Regions from separate parts of the Bombyx mori genome. Here region 2 is linked to region 1. A link is a contact called in public Hi-C data. All regions are on one chromosome and are shown on one strand. Each heading gives the region's core, a stretch centred on a gene start, on an enhancer-like site or on the middle of the called end of the contact. The rest is flanking DNA. Distances are from core to core; before and after follow the strand shown. Region 1 overlaps LOC101735970 (SUN domain-containing ossification factor). Region 2 holds the start of LOC101736101 (oligosaccharyltransferase complex subunit ostc-A).

What was found. Hi-C and Micro-C count contacts between places; a contact is called where the count stands out from the background.
Region 2: a Hi-C map of midgut shows a contact between it and region 1, with 2.6 times the contacts expected there. The contact joins the promoter of LOC101736101 here to the enhancer-like site in region 1. A contact is called at or near these places in 2 of 7 Hi-C or Micro-C datasets (midgut and whole pupa).

What each region holds. Positions count from the first base shown.
Region 1 is chr4:1,750,249-1,756,039 of ASM3026992v2, reverse strand. LOC101735970 (SUN domain-containing ossification factor) reads left to right here. Exons shown (of 4, transcript XM_004929107.5): 3 at 4,507-5,791. Among protein-coding and RNA genes, the nearest start is that of LOC101735838, 19 kb to the right of the region's middle. Within about 2 kb of position 3,134, at least 2 of the 8 cell types and tissues checked have open chromatin away from gene starts, as enhancers often do.
Region 2 is chr4:1,830,841-1,836,631 of ASM3026992v2, reverse strand. It overlaps LOC101736101 (oligosaccharyltransferase complex subunit ostc-A), which reads right to left and starts at 2,849. Exons shown (of 4, transcript XM_004929108.4): 1 at 2,227-2,849; 2 at 1,442-1,660. LOC101735970 (SUN domain-containing ossification factor) reads left to right here. Exons shown (of 4, transcript XM_004929107.5): 1 at 1-141; 2 at 219-467. The coding sequence starts at 53.

The DNA of each region.
Region 1 (5,791 bases), core at 1,885-4,384:
TTTCATGTACCACTTGATTAATTGGATCGATACAGTGCACTATGCCCGATACAATCCACTAGCTCATATCTATGAATACCTATTAATATTGCGTTGTAATGATTACTTCAGTTATCTCTTTGATAAAAATACATTCCCAGGAGAAAAGGCATCTAGAAACAAAAAAATTGGCAAAATTGCAAGCCACCAATAGCTGGAATTTGTATGCGCTATGCATGAAAAGCCTCTGTTTGTTTATACATATACCTTTTTGTTATTTTTTGTTAATATCAAGCTTCATTAAATCTCTGCAGTTGCGTTCTGCATTATGTTGTATTAATTTGATTTAGTTATAATTGAATTTAGTGCGTGATATAAACGATACACAATATTGTTGAATAACGCCGGACTTTCTGGTGACTAATGTTTCTGTTGAGTTTCGATACAATTAAAACAGGTATGTTTGGATAAATTGACGAACGCTGAATCGTTGTTTTGCAAACATTGAAGTGTAGGTTCTTAATCATATTTTAATTATTTAACTAATAGATTCGTGAAATCTTTAAAAGCTTTCATACGCTTGAACTAGTGCAACAAATAGTGACCAAATTACTACTACGCTCTATGTGCCATAAGACTGGGAGCAAGAACTACATGCGGACAAAATTTAAAGTGCATTTCAGTGTGCCGCTAGAGATTTATTAAGAAGGTCGTGATCATCGGTCGCGTTTGGACGTTCGTCGTGTGCTGTGTGTTTGGTATCGTGATTAGTGTATCGGTGCTTCGCCAATGCGCCGGCGGCGGTTGCACGATGTCGCCGCCGCGGGCGCTGCTTGCGGCTCTGCTAATATGTCAGCTGTTGTCGTACGGTGGCCACCAGGGACTGACCAAGATATTTTACACGTAAGGATTTTGTTGTCTCTAATAAAATGGAGCTTAATGACTGATCATTTGTAGCTTTCTGCAAGAACGATGAGTCCATGCATCGCAAAATTGGTTTTGAGGGGTATTTTGGTAATATGGACACGCCCAACGATATCTTTTTGATACCACATTCAATAAATAATTAATGAATATTATGCTAAATTAACAAATGCTTAGTTGTATAGTCAACAAACTAAAGTTAAATATGCGGATGTAAAGATAGAGGGCGAATTTGATTGAGTTCATGAACAGACTAAAAATGGAAAAACAGGCCCAAATGGACTCGGTGTTCCAAATTTACTGATAAACTCCGCTAATAGAGCCACTGCTGAAGAACATTATATTGAAAATACCCTAATAGCAACAGATAATTAGAACGCAAAGATTTAACTTAAAAAAAGCATTTTGTCTTGTTTGGCATTTAGTTGATAACATGTAGGTTATCGACTGAAGTATAGATAACTTAGGTATACAATAGTATAGTGTTAAAATGTTCAATCTGTTAGGAAATAATGTCTGTTGCACTTTCTCCGCGCGTTTTGGTATATCTATGCATACTGTTTGTATTGTGCAGTGAGAATTTGCAGCAATTTCGCGTTAAATATATAAACTACACAATCTTACACTGTCTCGTACTTTTCTCGAAACTGGGTGAACTAAATTCGTATTCGAACGCTAGTAACATTGTATTACAATGCGAATGGGTGAAGTTGCCGTCTGCTAATCTATAGACGTGTGCCACGACCATACCTTTGAAACAGAATACGCAATAAAATACCCTTTTGAATGTTATTTTTATGATAACCAACCGACTTTTCGGTGCTGACACCGTTTTTGTCAAGTTGTGACTATGTCAGCTGCTCTTATAATGTGTAAATCTGCTACCAGCACATTGAGAGGGATGTTCGTTCCTTTATCGAAAGACCCTGTTATTTTTGGGCTTTTTTCAATTCTAAATAAATCAGGCGTTGGCTTACAAAATCTTTCAAGGACGATCTCGTCATTCGATCATTTAATCATAAAACTTCGCCATCCTCGACCCTGGTCTTAAGATGAAAAATGGGTTAGGCGGCAGTATCAGCCTGTACTAATACCCAACACGTTACTCAACTTTTGATGGTTTTATGTTTAACCTATATTATATAATACATACATGTAACATACAATTAAATAGAACTTTATCAATCGATCTGAGAGCACAAATAGAAAGTATTATTGATTATTGAGAGTGTGTAAGTTTGGACGGTGCATTAACCTCTATAGTACTATTATTACTAATCACGAAATTTAATGATGTTACTTCTTAAGTTCATACGTTTGGTTCTTGCCAAGATTCCTAAACAATTTCTTCTTTCATCATATTAGTTCCACCACATCAAATGTTAGATTTATCGAGGTGTCTTGATTATTCTATATTTCTGTGATCAGGCAAACAATGATAACTCATTTCCCTAGCAATTCGCTGGAAGCCTAAGGGACTATATCTAGGGGACTTTAAAGCCCAACAACTATACAGTATAATATTCTATTTTTAGTTATCTGTTCTATTAAGGCGTGTACGAATTGTAATCGATTCTAATGCATTATAAATATCTGTTTGACCATTTTTAGGATAAGGTATTCCTTAAATAAGTTATCAAAAAAATATTATAGAAATCAAGCCCTCGACAACTCTAAAGATACATTAATTCGCATCAAGTTATTTTTGTTAAATTATTGGATCGACTGCTGTGTTTCTGCTGTGTCACGCAGAAAACATTCCTGCGATTGAAAACACGATGCGTAAAAATTTCAATAAAACTCTGCGCAAATTTAAACAAAAATACCCACAATTCCTTTGTGTGCGTAGAGCAACAACATTAAGCTGTGCTGTATAAAGCGCTATTTACCCCATTCGATTTCAGTAGATTCTAATTACGAAAGATAAATAAGATAATAACGTTACAGAGCACTCTGCGACTGTTTAAAACACAGCTATATGTAGGCACTAAGTCTTTACGAGTCTAAAAATACCGTTTTGGAAATCAATACTTCGTTTTCAGTGACTGTTCAAGACAAAACTCTTTGTATGACGTTTAATCACATCTTTGTTTTTATAACAAGAGTCTCGTTTTTCGACGATTTAAACGAAATACACCGTGATCCAGAAATGGAAGGAGAAGAAGTAGAAAACAAAGAAGCAGGGAGAAGCGATTCAGCGCTGCAGGTTTTGTCCGTTTCGTCATTACAATCGCGAATGACTAAACAGGGCAAACATAGTACAGCATAGCTTTATGTCTATTAGTCAATTAGATTCCTTGTAGTGACGTATAAATAAAATTGGAGTGTCTCTTTGTAATGTGTAATGTATATGTATATACGGTACATACAGCAAAATAACATTTTTTACAATTTTTGTCTGTCTGTTTGTTCTGGCTAATTTTTGGAACGGCTGGACAGATTTTGACGAGACTTTCACTGATAGGTAGCTGATGATATAAGGAGTAACTAAGGCTACTTTTTTTAGATTAGCTTCGCCCCGCGGCGTCACCCGCGGTATGAAAATAACCGCGGATAACATCGCGGGACTCGGCTATCAATAACAAATTTTTAATTTCCGAAGCGAAGCGAGGGCGGGTCGCTAGTATATTGGTATTATTGATGGGACTAGTTTTGATCTATCTTCTATACTAATATATAAATCTACAGTAGTTTTTACGGATGTTCCATTATAACTACTGAAGCATGCATCCGATTGACTTGAAACTTGGTATCCATGTAGAAAATACATGTACTTAATGGATAGGCTATTTATATGATTGTTGGGACTCCCTGCACCAGTTGCGGGGCCGTTAATGATGAGAATCTTTATGGGGGTGAGAAATAATAATGTTAATTTTAAATGTCCAGTGAAGCGGGCGGATACAGCTAGTCGTCCATAATTTTATATCGTTGATGACATGAGCTACATTGAAAAAGAGAGGTCAATTCTTAACTCGAAATGTGACAAACACTGATCGTTCGCGTGTAGAGCGGATGCGTAGGAAGCCATAACAAATAAACAAGTTATTGTGTCAATTGAGCGGTGCGTTGTACGCGCAAAAGAAGGAATTTATGTTTGAGGCTATGTTTAGATTTATTGTAATGACATCGAATTTTTTGAACGTTTGTAATAGTTATGCGGTCGTGCGGGAGATGGGACGTACTAATTTACTGGTGGTAGGACCTCTTGTGAGTCCGCGCGTGTACGTACTACCACCCTGCCTATTTCTGCCGTGAAGCAGTAATGCGTTTCGGTTTGAACGGTGGGGCAGCCGTTGTAACTATACTTGGGATCTTAGAACTTATATCTCAAGATGGGTGGCGCATTTACGTTGTAGATGTCTATGGACTCCAGTAACCACTTAAGACCAGGTGGGCTGTGAGTTCGTCCATCCGTCTAACCAATAAATAAATAAAACATAAAGATTATACTTTATCGGACGGTTCAGTTTTCTATTTTCATTACTTTTGGATTCTAATTTACTTTTCATTAAATAACGTAAAAATAATGTAGTTTAAATACATATTTTATAGTTTGAAGTAAAAAAATATATTAATTGATTTCAATTTCATTACTTTCAGATTACCTGACACAGGGCAGCCTCCGGTTCTTATATCGTTCGGGGATAACGCGAAATTGGACCTGGGCAATACGGATGAACTAATGTTCGTAAATGACTCCGACGAGCACAACGACACCAAGGCATTTTCAATCGTCGACACCGATACAATAAAGGTTGAAAGTGAAACAGACAGTTTAGAGGACAAGCCAAGCACAGAACCGAGACTGGTTGTGAAAGCGGTCCCCAAACATGAACTGAAACAAACAGAAGATGCATCTCAACCAGACGGAGAAGTCTTAGAATCTCAAGTTGAAGAACAAATAGATGAAGAACCGGTTCACGTTCCAGTCAAACCGGAAACCCCGCAAGAAGACATCCCCTCGTTTTCGGAGTGGGCGCAGAAACAACTCGCCGAGGCAGAGAAACAGGACACAGTACTGAATCACTCGAGTCAACCTAGTCATAGTAATACTAATTTTAGTAGTAAGAGCGTGAAGTTGCGGTCGAAGAACTACGCGTCGCTGGCGTGCGGCGCCAAGGTCGTCGCCGTCAACCCGGAGGCGGGCTCGCCCAGCTCCATCCTCTCACCCAACCGGGACGAGTACATGCTCAACACGTGCAACAGTCGCATTTGGTTCGTCGTCGAACTCTGCGAAGCTGTTCAAGCTCAAAAAATAGAGATAGCCAACTTCGAGTTGTTTTCTTCAACTCCCAAAGACATCGCCGTTTACTTTAGCGATCGGTTCCCGACGAGAGACTGGGCTAGCGTCGGACAGTTCACCGCCCAAGACATGAGAGACGTGCAAAGCTTCGACCTGTACCCACATCTATTCGGCAAGTTCATAAAAGTCGAGATGCTTTCGCATCACGGCTCGGAGCATTACTGTCCGATTTCGCTGTTCAAAGTGTACGGCACTTCAGAGTTCGAGGTGCTAGAGAAGGAGAATTCGCAACATCCCGCTCATATCGACGAGGACGAAGACGACGAGATAATAGACGTTCCCGACGTGCCGGCCGCCGAGACGGAGCCCTCCAAGAACCTGTTCGGGTCCGCGCGGGACGCCGTCATGTCCATTATGAAGAAGGCGGCCCAGGCGTTAGTCAAAACGGAAGTTCCTAAAAACGTGTCGTCCGAACACAACGACACGTTGGCAGACGACGCGTACAGACGCTGTTGCTCTCCCAGCCATATTATAGTGTGTGATAATTGCAGTGAGTCGCTGTACAATGACGTATACGAACTCATTAGTTGTAACTCGGACAAATTAGTTAGTTTAATGCGTCAAGGATTCCTCCGCGATACC
Region 2 (5,791 bases), core at 1,600-4,099, 81 kb before region 1:
TCGTGAATCGTGTGACGTTACCAAAAATATGTGCTAAAACTTGCAAAATGATATGGAATGTGGATATATCATTAATTCTACGATGAAGGGTGGACTGTGTATCATCTACACGTCTTTGCTGACTATTTCCGTGATTTCTAGGTAAGTACTGATTTATCATTAAAGTCCAATTAGACATTCAATACAAAATCATTAATAAAATTATTTGATATTTGCAGTTGTGCACTCTTTATTCTTGTTGTCTCAGAGGCTCTAAACGAGGGTGTAGATAAGAGCGTTGACCTATCAGGCCTTCACAATGTTAGCCAGAAGAGTAGCACTATCAGTAATGATGAGGTTGATGAACCAAATATACCGGCAGAAGTTTCACAATTTGCACACACCGAGCCAGTGGAAGCACAGGAACCTGAGAGACAAGAGATGACCTTCCCTGAGTCATTGTCTCTGAACTCTGTGACCACTGATGGGTAAGTGAATTGTTCATCTTTGTAATCATTTAAGCTCAATACTTGACTTGAACTAGGTTTTAATAAAGTGGGTTTTAATATAAAACTTCATTAGTGTTTAATCTAATGGATTACCACTTAGACTTACAAATTAAGTAACTCTATTAACCTTTTAATTTATCTCTATCCCTTAACAACTAGAGGTGTCTACAATAGTATAAACAAATTTATAAATGTAATACATGTCAGGAGCAAATTACAGAATGTGCTTTGTAGAAATACTATACTACTTGTTGTATAGATACTATACTAGATACTTTAGTATATTATTATATTAAGAATTTTCTTTTAAACGTCAGACAATTCAATGTTTTTGTTAAGGAACAGGATAGAGGCAACATTATTTGGCTCTTCTGAGTGCTAGTGAAAGTGAGTTCAGTTTTTTGTCAGCCTTCACTTTTATTTTTTGTTATCTATGCTACTTAAAGCGGTTACAGGAAATGCAGTAGTTACCTTCAAATAAATTTGTTTAAATAAGCAATGGTTAAAATAGTAACGGTAATTTTATGATGATTTTATGGATAAAAATATCTACTTTAATAGAAAATGCTTGATTTTGTATTTGCCTCATTCGTAACAGTGGGTGCACTTAATAACCTCAATAATGATTAACAATAAGATTATAGTAATACTAATGGTTTTGTGATAAATAAACATTTTGTTATCTTGTACTTGAGGATGATCATAATTATTGATGTTGATAGAATTTAATTAAAATTCCAGTTAAGTTTGCATACAATAAATATTATCAATGCAAATATTATTTGATCATGAACATGATTGATCATGTTAATTAAACAACAACAATGCTTCATGCAATTAACTGATATGTAACCAATGACAAAAATATTTTACAGTTTGTCAAATCATAATTTGTGAAAAACAGGCTGTTGACTACAGATTAATGACATAATATAATAAAAACTTTAACATACCTACTTCATATTTTGGGTCACTGGTGATCTTCTAAATTAAGTATGATAGAGCTCCTATAGTTCAATCCACTTCTACTCAACTTTTTCCACATACCATTTGACTCTAGACTGAAATCTATTCAATCTATTCATCCGTCTTCCGCCATGCTTCCTGAGTTTTATGACATATGTTTCTTCAAATGATGCTCCAGAAGAATTCTCAGCTGCTTAGTAGCGCCTCTGAAATCACCCAATTCCATAAGCAGTGTTAACTGCCTTCTATAATATAAACTGTATATTAGAAAACCTTTATAACTATAGTAGCCAAGTAATAATAAAAATAGATTTAAAAAACATATGAATATCAGCTGACATGATTCGAAAATAGAACAAGAATGTCGTTAGCGGATCTCCCGTTATTAATACAGCGCCACCTGACGTAGTCAAAGTGGGCGTGTCACGGAGCGAGCCCGCCGCGACCGACACGTGGTTCTGTTTCGTAAGCTTGACGATAAAAATTAAGCTTGCTGTTGTAATATACTAGATATACATGACGTCATTTTAAGAAGAAAAAAATGCGTCCTTTATTTTGGCATTCATTTCTATTTCGGCAATTATAGGAAATTGTTCTGTCATCAAAGGTCATAGTCAAAGTTGTTCTACTTTTCTACTATGAAGTATCTGACAAGAAAATGGATGCTGAAATTCGGATGACCGTTTATTGTAACAGTTTTACATATATACGGAGTCTGTGGACATAGCAACGTCAATAAACATGAGGTCGGTTGTAGTAAATGCAGTCTCACCATTCAAACCTAGCGGCAAACATAGGCAAACGTTCCAACTCCCTACAAATTTGACTTAACTTTTACGCTATCGACAACGTTAAAAAACTCGCACTAAGCACACAGACATCACGACAAATTCTCACGTAGTACCTGCCGATGTGAGTTCACGATACGCCCCATTTAGTAAAGGATGACAGGATTAGAATTATTTAATAGATCAACTTAGTTTGGCCAGTTTAATAACTCCGGTTTACTAAATTAATATTCTTCAATTGTTTCAATTGGTCGCCTCCTCCGATACACATATGATGACCGAAATCACGACCATTTACACTGCTCGCATGTGTCGTATCGTAAAGACCAATGACCTTCGTAAAAGTTTGCGTGCGTGTTTGTTATTCGCGTGACGTTCGGTTTTCCCTGGCTCCAAGGTCTTGATCCTCAATCAAACGCGCGAAATGTTTCTGTTTTTATCGATACCGAAATAAGTATGACAAACATTGATTTATAATAAAATTGGGGCGGCTTGAAAATCGGTTTAGGAAAGTAGTTTTTACGTTATTTCTTTCAAATCTGAATTATTCTATCACTTTCCAGTAAAACTGTATTTTGAATTATGCGTGGTCACAGCCGAGAGATGTTCAACAAAAAGGAGCGACCGTCGCTAAATATAAACATTCGGATGCAGATGACATAAGTAAAATTTTCAAAGTAGAAAGTGACAGAGAGTGAGAGAGAGAGAGAGAGAGATTTACCTGCGCAATTGTACAAAAAACTATACAATCATCTAATGTGAATTTTATATTCAATTACGAAGCTAATCCTACATTGTTTGTTGTTAGAATTGTCGATAATCCCATTCTCACTTATCGTTTCGTAACTCTTTGGTCTACGGCTGGACTTCGATTCTCTCTGTGTTTTCTACCGTATGTTCCATTGGGAGTGCTCTGAGGATTTATTCGAGATGATTCCTCATCTCCTTTTGATAGTCCCATTGCTCGCCATCAAAAAAATTTCACCTATACTATCTGGAACCACTGCGTTCATTCTCAGGGAACTTGTTGACATGTCCTTCTTCTGTTTTTGGAAATTTCTCCGTAGTACTCGGGTGGGCGTGACTACATACCACCAACTGAGCCGTTAGCTTGTCTACCTATAGCGGCAATAAAAAACGCAGGTAACACGAAATGTAACGACAAGGTAGCACTGCATTAAGCCGACCGTGTAAAACAATGAAAAAGTAATGATTTTGGCTGACAAAGGCTCTTTTTATTTGGAGCCTTAAAGTAATAGTATCGAAGAAGTTATCTATACTAATATATAAATCTACAGTGGTTTTTACGGATGTTCCGTTATAACTACTGAACCAGGCATCCGATTAACTTTAAACTTGGTATCCATGTAGAAAATACATGTACTTAATGGATAGGCAATATTTATATGAGTGTTGGACTCCCTACACCAGTTGCGGGGGCGTTAATGATGAGAATCTTTGTGGGGGTGAGAAATAATAATGTTAATTTTAAATGCCCAGTGAAGCGGACGGGTACAGAGCTAGTATTTAATAACATTTGAAACCTAGTCTCCTAAGCGCCACCCTGAAAAACGCGGATGACTTTCGCGTCTTCTCGTCATGTACTTCGATCATGAATTCACACACAGCACAAACACTATCGGCGTGGTACTGTTGAAAAAACGCAAAATCATTGTTATCTTTCATCAGTGGCGACCTTGCCGTGGTACATGTGTACGTGGCTTCACGATACAAAGTTAGTTTGTTATTAAAATTATCAGAACGTAAATTATTATAATACTGGTAACGAATGCTAAAGCTTACGTTGCTGTTTTTCTATTTGAGAATCGATGTGATCTTTCGATTATTTAGGTTTTAGGCTGTTCTGAATCTTAAATCTATTGTTCGATTGTCGTGCTGCCTAAGCCGTAAGTCTATTTTTTATTGCTTATATGGGTGGACGAGCTCACAGCCCACCTGGTGTTAAGTGATTACTGGAGCCCATAGACATCCACAACGTAAATGCGCCACCCACCTTGAGATATAAGTTCTAAGGTCTCAAGTATAGTTACAACGGCTGCCCCACCCTTCAAACCGAAACGCATTACTGCTTCACGGCAGAAATGGGCTGGGTAGTGGTACCTACCCGCGCGGACTTGCAAGAGGTCCTACCACCAGTAGAGTGTGACCTAATTCGTATTACATCGACTCAGCATCGTTCGAGTCCCCGTAAAAATATTATTCAACATTCACGTCAACGACCTTTTGAGTATCTAACTTATCTAACAATACTTAGATCCAAACTTCCGCTAATAGGGTGTAATAGGGTCATTTAAATAGCAGTGTAGCTCTTCTCCTGTGGAACGACGGGACGTCACGATTGACAGCGGCGCGAGGTTTATAATGATTATCCACTACCCACTACATTGCACCCGTGACTGAAGGATGTTGATTCCATCCTTCCCTAAAATGTACATACGCTATAACAGTAAATATTTTAACAGTACCATGTCGTAGTCGAACTACTAATTATAGTTAATAGTTAAATAATGATATAGACAGGATAAATAAATTAGCAGATTGTCAGAAATAAATAAATAATCACCCAAAAATACACAGAACCGTAATGTGTACAACAACTAAACGATTTGTATTTTTTGTTGTTCGAAATTGAATCGACGCGAATAGTAAATCATTATTTTTTTTATCATGACGCAGTGATTACCGATAATAAAAACTATTTTATTACAACATTCACCGTTCGTAAACTATAGCGAATGAAAGTGAAGTTATTTTTAGATTAAATCATTAAACTAGCGAATCACGAGTTCGTGTACGACGTAAAGCAATTGTTACGAATTACTTTCGATAAAAAAAGCTGTTGAGTTTTTTTTTGTTTTTGTTTTGGCCTTATAATTTAAAGAAATTGAATTTATTTTATTTTAATTTTGTTACTGGTGGTAGAACGTCTTGTGAGTCCACGCGGGTGGGTACCACCACCTTGCCTATTTCTGCCGTGAAGCAGTAATGCGTTTCGGTTTGAAGGGTGGGGCAGCCGTTGTAACTATACTTGAGACCTTAGAACTTATATCTCAAGGTGGGTGGCGCATTTACGTCGTGGATGTCTATGGGCTCCAGTAACCACTTAACACCAGGTGGGCTGTGAGCTCGTCCACCTACCCAATCAATAAAAAATAAAAATTTTTTTTTGGTGGAATCGACAAAGAGAAGAACTTCCACCGGACGCGTGAAATTGATCGTGAAACCGACTGTCCAAATATTATTATTCGGATCTTGTATTTAAATGCAAATATTTAGCCCGATTCAAGCATATGTCAAATATCTTATGTTCTATGATAGTTATACAGCTTATAATTGTTCATTAGGATTATGAACAGTTTTGTACAGTTATCGCGCGAAATCACCGGACGTTGGCTCTGTGCTAATCTAACAAAAACTGCAGTTTTACGTCAACGGCCTCATGTAGGCCAACGCCTGTTGTTGGTACTCCTATTTTAAATGTTCCTTCTCAGTTTGTTACATCTTCCTCCTTGTGTTCTGTTTATATGT